Linked DNA regions of Mus musculus: region 2 is linked to region 1. A link is a contact called in public promoter capture Hi-C data. All regions are on one chromosome and are shown on one strand. The core of a region is the stretch at or near the end of the contact, and the rest is flanking DNA. Distances in the headings are between cores, read along the strand shown. Region 1 holds the start of Frk (fyn-related kinase). Region 2 has its middle 230 kb from the start of Amd2.

Evidence for each region. Promoter capture Hi-C pulls out the DNA fragments that hold promoters and counts their contacts.
Region 2: a contact with region 1 is called in a promoter capture Hi-C map of embryonic stem cells, with 4 times the contacts expected there. The contact joins the enhancer-like site here to the promoter of Frk in region 1. A contact is called at or near these places in 6 of 39 promoter capture datasets (the HPC-7 cell line, embryonic stem cells, hippocampal neurons and 1 more).

The regions. Positions count from the first base shown.
Region 1 is chr10:34,481,663-34,484,872 of GRCm38.p6, reverse strand. It overlaps Frk (fyn-related kinase), which reads right to left and starts at 1,473. Exons shown (of 9, transcript NM_010237.3): 1 at 1,285-1,473; 2 at 504-1,128. The coding sequence starts at 868.
Region 2 is chr10:35,477,319-35,480,469 of GRCm38.p6, reverse strand. No RefSeq gene overlaps it. Among named protein-coding and RNA genes, the nearest start is that of Amd2, 230 kb to the left of the region's middle. Within about 2 kb of position 1,474, at least 3 of the 459 cell types and tissues checked have an H3K27ac peak or open chromatin away from gene starts, as enhancers often do. A contact at or near this core is called in embryonic stem cells, where this site is marked.

The DNA.
Region 1 (3,210 bases), core at 224-2,723:
GTTTTCTCTGTTATGATTTCACCAGGAAAAAAAAAAAAAAAAAAAAAACTACTACTGTGTAGTTGTTTTGTTGTCTTTGTAAATTAGCCCACTTGTGAGCCTACCATAATGGAAATGGTTGTGGTCAACTGCAGGATTTGTAGCATTAGTTTGGAATGCTTGGAAAGTTTACACTAACTAAACAAATAGCCTCCGATTTTAGATTTGAAAGTAGGTTTAGGAGAGACTATAGCTGCCCGTAAATGAAAATGTAGTTCTATTGAAAGTGAGGCAGAGGGAGAGTATTAGATGGACCATAGGTGTGCCCACTATAATCAAAGTCATTTTAGCAGTTCTCTCTCACTTTGCGAGAAAGACATGCTTCAATTAACAGCTTCTAGAATGCCTTTCCATACACTGGACCGATCTGTGAATGAGAGTCCGTGGATAGGAAGGAAGGAGAGTCAGAGTTCAGTATCCAACCCCGAAAGAATCAAGAAAAAAGTATGGCCGGTGCTACTCACGGCTCTGCCTGGAGACTCCGGTCCTCCGCCACGTAATTGGAAGGAATGTAGCCCTGTAGCTGCTGACCTAAGCCGGTTCCCTTCTTCTCCAAATGTCTGGCCAACCACCAGCCCTCATGCGAAGTGTCCAAGACTTGGAGTTTGTCGCCGGCACGGAAGCTCAGGTCCTCTGCAGTACGTGCTTGGTAATCAAACAGAGCCACAAAATACTGGCCATGGCTTCTCTCGGGCTCTTGTGACCTGGGAGCCTCTGGGGGACAGAAGGCCCCTGGATTCTCAATTACTACTGACTTGTCTGCCTCTTGAGACCAGCACGGGAGAAAAGGCTGCAGGTATGCCCAGAGTCTCACACAGACGCTGCCCATGGTGTTGTTCTAGCTTAGTAGTTGTAGGAGAGGATAGTCCTCTCCCCACAAGCTGTACAGAGCCACGGTCCTCCACCAGGCAGCTTCCAAATCAGCTGCAACTCACCATACCTCCCGCTTCGGATCTCTCCTCTCTCCGGCAGATCTGGGCTTGGCCAAGACACTCACAGCTGGCTTTCTGTTTGTAGCTGCTGCCCTGAGGCAAAACCAAGAGAGGACTGAGCTGGAGGTCCAGTGGGAAGGTGCTTCTTCCTGACTGCCTGGGCACCGAACAATAAGTAAAATAAAAAGGGTTTTATTTAGAGGGACATTTGAGAACAAAGAACAGCCACCTCTCCCTCTGTCCCCGGAAAAAGTTAGAGAGAGACTAACTCCAGGAACAAGCTCCCAGCCCGGCCTGCTCCAGCTGCTCTCACCCTGCTTCAAGCCTGCAGCTGAGAGAGTTCTGCTCTCTCCGGAGCTTTCCTTCTTGCTAATGAATAACCAGGCCGTGGAGGTTATCGCCTTTAACATCCTGAGCTGTACAGACTGTAATAATTCCTCCTAACTTCCTGGTTTCTTTTTGTCTGATCTAAAAGGAACTCCCAGGTCAGCTTTCCCGCTCCCTCCTCCCACACCCAGGATAGACCAGCCCCCTTACCAAGAAGCCAGATTCTTAAAGCAGCCAAAACCCAGAGAAACAGGCTAGCCCAGATGGCTATCTGTCTTGCTATATTCCCTACACAGAATGCAAGGCAGAGATTTATTTCCTCACAAATATGAGTAGGATTGTTTTGATACTGGTAGAGAAAATTTTAAAAGGAGAAAACTGGGTGTTTAGGTAGGATCTGCCAGACATGTGGCAATTGAAAAAGAGCCTTTGAGTCCCTACCATTTTTTTTTTTAATCACTAGGAATAGATTTTAATAGCCTCAGAAGTTTCTGGTGAAAAAAAAAAGAGTAGCAAAGCAGCTGGGCAAAATGCTGAGAACCCGAAAGGCTGCTTTTTCCCACAGAGACATCTCATTCCTGACCCCTTACATCGCTATTTCTGTAGCACGTGTACCCAAGCACACACAGGAGAAACAGGTGGCAGGCTGATAAGAGCATTTGTAGAGATGCTGTCTCTTCAAGTTGGACTTCAGGTCCATAGTCATGCTGACTCCGTGGGGTTGTGGTGAGACCTCAGAACAACTCAGGCTCAGGTTAAGATAGACATTCTGGGACTGCAGCACTGAGGGCCAGCAGAAAAAAATGGAAACAGGCAACCTCGGGAGGGGACCATTTCTTAAGGGAAATAAGGTTGCAAATGACAAAGCAGGCCGCAATGTTCTTTGTCTTCCACATATATGTACACCCATACATAGACACATATCCATCACACATGGCTCACACACACACACACACACACACACACACACACATAAAGCCAAATTCTGAGACATATTTTGTTTTATTTTAATACCATGAGACCTAAAACAGACTGCACGTGTAATTCCTTATTTTACACAGAAATGAAAATAGTGATCATGATACCAATGAATCATAACAAATATTCTGTACCAAACACCATGAACTGTGAAAGTGTGGTATCTTCTTGATTTCTTTAAACATGGCTTACAGATGCTGTGGTCTTTCCTGGGACATCTACATGATGTAGAAACAGAAAGAATGAGAAGGTCTACTAAGCACAGGTGGACCCAAACTCAACTTTAAGTGGATTTAAGACTCCAAACCCTTTGCTATTCTAAATTTTTGTTTGTTTGTTTGTTTTTGGTTTTGGTTTTTGGTTTTTTCGAGACAGGGTTTTTCTGTATAGCCCTGGCTGTCCTGGAACTCACTTTGTAGACCAGCCTGGCCTCGAACTCAAAATCTGCCTGCCTCCTGCCTCCCGAATGCTGGGATTAAAGGTGTGCCCCACCACACCCAGCCTTGCTACCCTAAATTTAAATATACCTTCACTGTGACTAGGTCAAAACATTGTGGGAAATGACAGTGACAAACAGCCCATCCCATCCCCTGAGGAGGTGAAGAGACTTAAATAGCACCAACAACCCAAGGATGTCAGGAAAGCAGTGGCCTGGGAACCTGACCCAGTGTGAGAAGATTTTTTCACGTCGGTGACAGTGGAACTCTCCTGGGCACCCAAGCTTGATGCCTGACAGGTGTCTTTGACACCTTCTCTGGCTGCTTTCAGCAAGTCAGTCACCTATGTCTGCTCAGCCTTCTTTTCATTTATTCCACACAAAAAAACAAAACAAAGAAACAAACACACAAACTCCATCTGAATGACAACTGGTCACTGAACAGGAAATAGAAAATTCCACAGTCTTCAATGGCCTCTCTTACTCCCGGTCATTCAT
Region 2 (3,151 bases), core at 225-2,724, 1.0 Mb before region 1:
ATCGTTTGATTTTATTCAGTAACCGTTTTTTGGAGGGAGAAGTATGTTGATATATATTAATTGAACTATGCATAAAACCAGTAGGTTCTGGTGAGCAGAAAACAAAACAAACAAACAAACAAACAAACAAAAAACAGAAAAGAAAGAAAGAAAAGAAAAGAAATGCAGGTGAGACATCTGTTCCACAAATTCTATGTAAGGAAAGTAGAGAAAGAAAACCAAATCACAGAGCACCAAAACAATTCAACTGAGGTAAATTACCTAGATACTGTTTCAAAGCACATGTCAAAGGTCAATAAAAGCTAAGAACTTCATAGGTTATTGACACCAAAGTAAAATAAGGCTTGTACTTGATTTTTGATATGTTGAAAAATACCAGTGATCTATTTTACTGCAATTTCTTCTTTCAGTTGTCCATGTACTATTACCAAAATACTGTATTTTTCTATAATATGTAACTAAGATTTTTCAACACAAGCTCCATTTTACAACATTGGTTACTTCTATTTATTTAAACTGAAAAAATAAGAAGGTTATAGTGGCCTAATGGCCAAAATATTAAGAGTAATAGTAATAGCAACGATGATTATAATGATAATGATGATGATAATACTCAAAAACATTGCTCTTTTTTCCTAAAGTCACTTTTAGATACAATATGGTATTCATGAGTGAAACAGATTATTGTGCATGAATTCTCCTTTTAATGGAAAATACTATCCAAATGTATTCTGTGGTACCAAGATTATCAGTTAAGTACAAAATTATTTCTAGGTTAAATATTTTAAACTATAATTTTTATTATTTCCCATGAGTCACACAAATGGAGACAAACAAATAATTAAAAAGAATTCAAATATTCTGACTAATGTTAGATTGAAGAGACTAGTTCACTGGGAAAGAAGGAAGAACGATAGAATGTTAGAAGGATAGAAGCCAAGGGTGGTTGTCCATAGAAGAAATACTGCTGCTCTATACCACCCTATGCTTTATTAGGAGTTATAGACTATCCTGAAATACATATCAGAAATTGTCTGAATAAGTTCACAAGTAAGTAAATGAACAAGTAAATAAACATGTTATATTTGTATGGTGTTAGAGTTTCATTGTTAAATTTGCCTTGATATGGTAAAATTCTACCAGAGAAATTTTGGCTCATTGGATTTCCATACATAACTACATAACCCATGAAGTAAAATGTGGGCTATTCCAATATCCACAACGTGACTATTCTTCCTATAAATGCATGAATATTTGTATGTAAAAATCTTTCATAAAATTTTATTCTGAAAATAATGACTAATTGAGACTGCTTGTCCTCCTACAGGGTGTAACCCCCCCAACCCCCAGCCTGTAACAGGCTGATCCAGACCTTGACCTTGCTGCCACTAAGGAGATTACCTAGGGTGGAGCCTTCCTGCCTAGATGACTCTATTGTTCAGCCACTGCTGCTCTTCTCCTTCAAGACACTGCTACCTGCTGAGAGGACCCTGAGCTATTCTAGAGACTTCATCCTATCCTGCAGGTCATCACCTGCAGCTGGTTCCAGGCTCCAAGAATGGATTAACGGGAATGGGCCGCCCTTCTCCCCCCCACCCCCTTTATAAGCACAGTTTTCTATTAAACATTCGAGCTTTGATCAGGAACCTTGACTTAGTTCCATTTTTCTCTCGACCGCCTAGTTCCCCTCTCTTTTCAGCCCCGGGTTGCCTCCCAGGTGAAACCCGGTCTATGTGAGCTGCAGGACAGCTTCCAACAGTCTTTATAAATTGTCTTATAGAATTTAACATTCTTAATATATGATCATCTATGATGTTGGGACATTGGATGGAGAGGTACATTAGTTATCATTAGAAACATAAGTGTGATAGGTTGTTTGGATGCCAACCTGGCAAGAATATAGTGCCCTGTTGTTTAAGTAAGCAAGAATCTAATTGTTGTGAAGGCATATTATGATGCGAGTGGCTCCCATACTAGATTGTCTGGTTAACTTTAAATAAGGTATATTACTCTGTATAATGGAAATACCATTTATTCAATTAGCTAGAAGCTGTCAAACCAAGGTTTTAGAGAGGACTTAGTTTCAAGAGTACACTATTAACCACTTAGAGTTTGTAGCCTGGTCTTCTATACTGCACACTTCAGACTTGGCTCTCTGATGTGTGAGTTAATCTTTAATAACTTCCTAGACTTAGATAGATATGTATGACTGTTGATAAACAGTCCATTCACAGCATAGTTAGGGGCTGAGGTGAATGAATGGATGAATTGACAAAGAATCATGAATGATATGAAAATTTTTTGTTATTCTAAAAGGATCCAATCAAAGAAGAGAAGTATTGGTGACAGAAAGAAGGGAGATAATAGACAAGGGAATGACAGCCAGTACCTAACATCTAAGTTAGAATGTCATGGTGAAAGCTATTATTTTGTACAATTGACACACACCATAAAATATTAAAAAGAGAATGGTGCTGAATACTATAAAAACAAAAGGCAGAAATGGAGGTAAATTTTCTTCTTTTTTCCCCCCCAGGAGTCAAATCAAGAATCTTTACTCACTGGCAATCCACTCAAACTGGGGGCTCTCTTGAAAAAGAACAACAACAACAACAAAAAAAGCGGGCTTAGACAGATGGCGCCTCAAAGTTTAAGAGCAGCTTCTCAAGTTCTGTGGTAAGGGAAGTGATGGCTGTTTTTCCTACAAAAATCTCTGTACTTGTGATTATTGGATTCATCAGGTGACAAGGTGTTTCTCTCTTAAAATTACAGCTAGAAAGATTAAGAATTTTGTTGGTTGAAATGAGCAAATGTATGCAGCCACTTCATTTTTGTTTCTGAATGGTTTTAAAAGTATAAATATGTATTACATGTCTTGATAACAGATTATTGGCTTATAAGTTATTGTTTATGATTAAAATTTTGTAACATTAGTAACAGAAAGCTGGCTTAAAACTGGTAACTCCAGGTTGGAGTAATTCACAACTACAACATGTGGCATGAGCCAACCCATTGGAAAATGTCTCTAAAGATACACCTAAATTGAGTAATATTTTATGTAATTCTTCTCCTAGAAACCAGACTGATAAAAGATAGGATTTAATGTCTCTTTGAGGTATTGAAGCTGCACCATCTTGCATTTGTGTGCAGG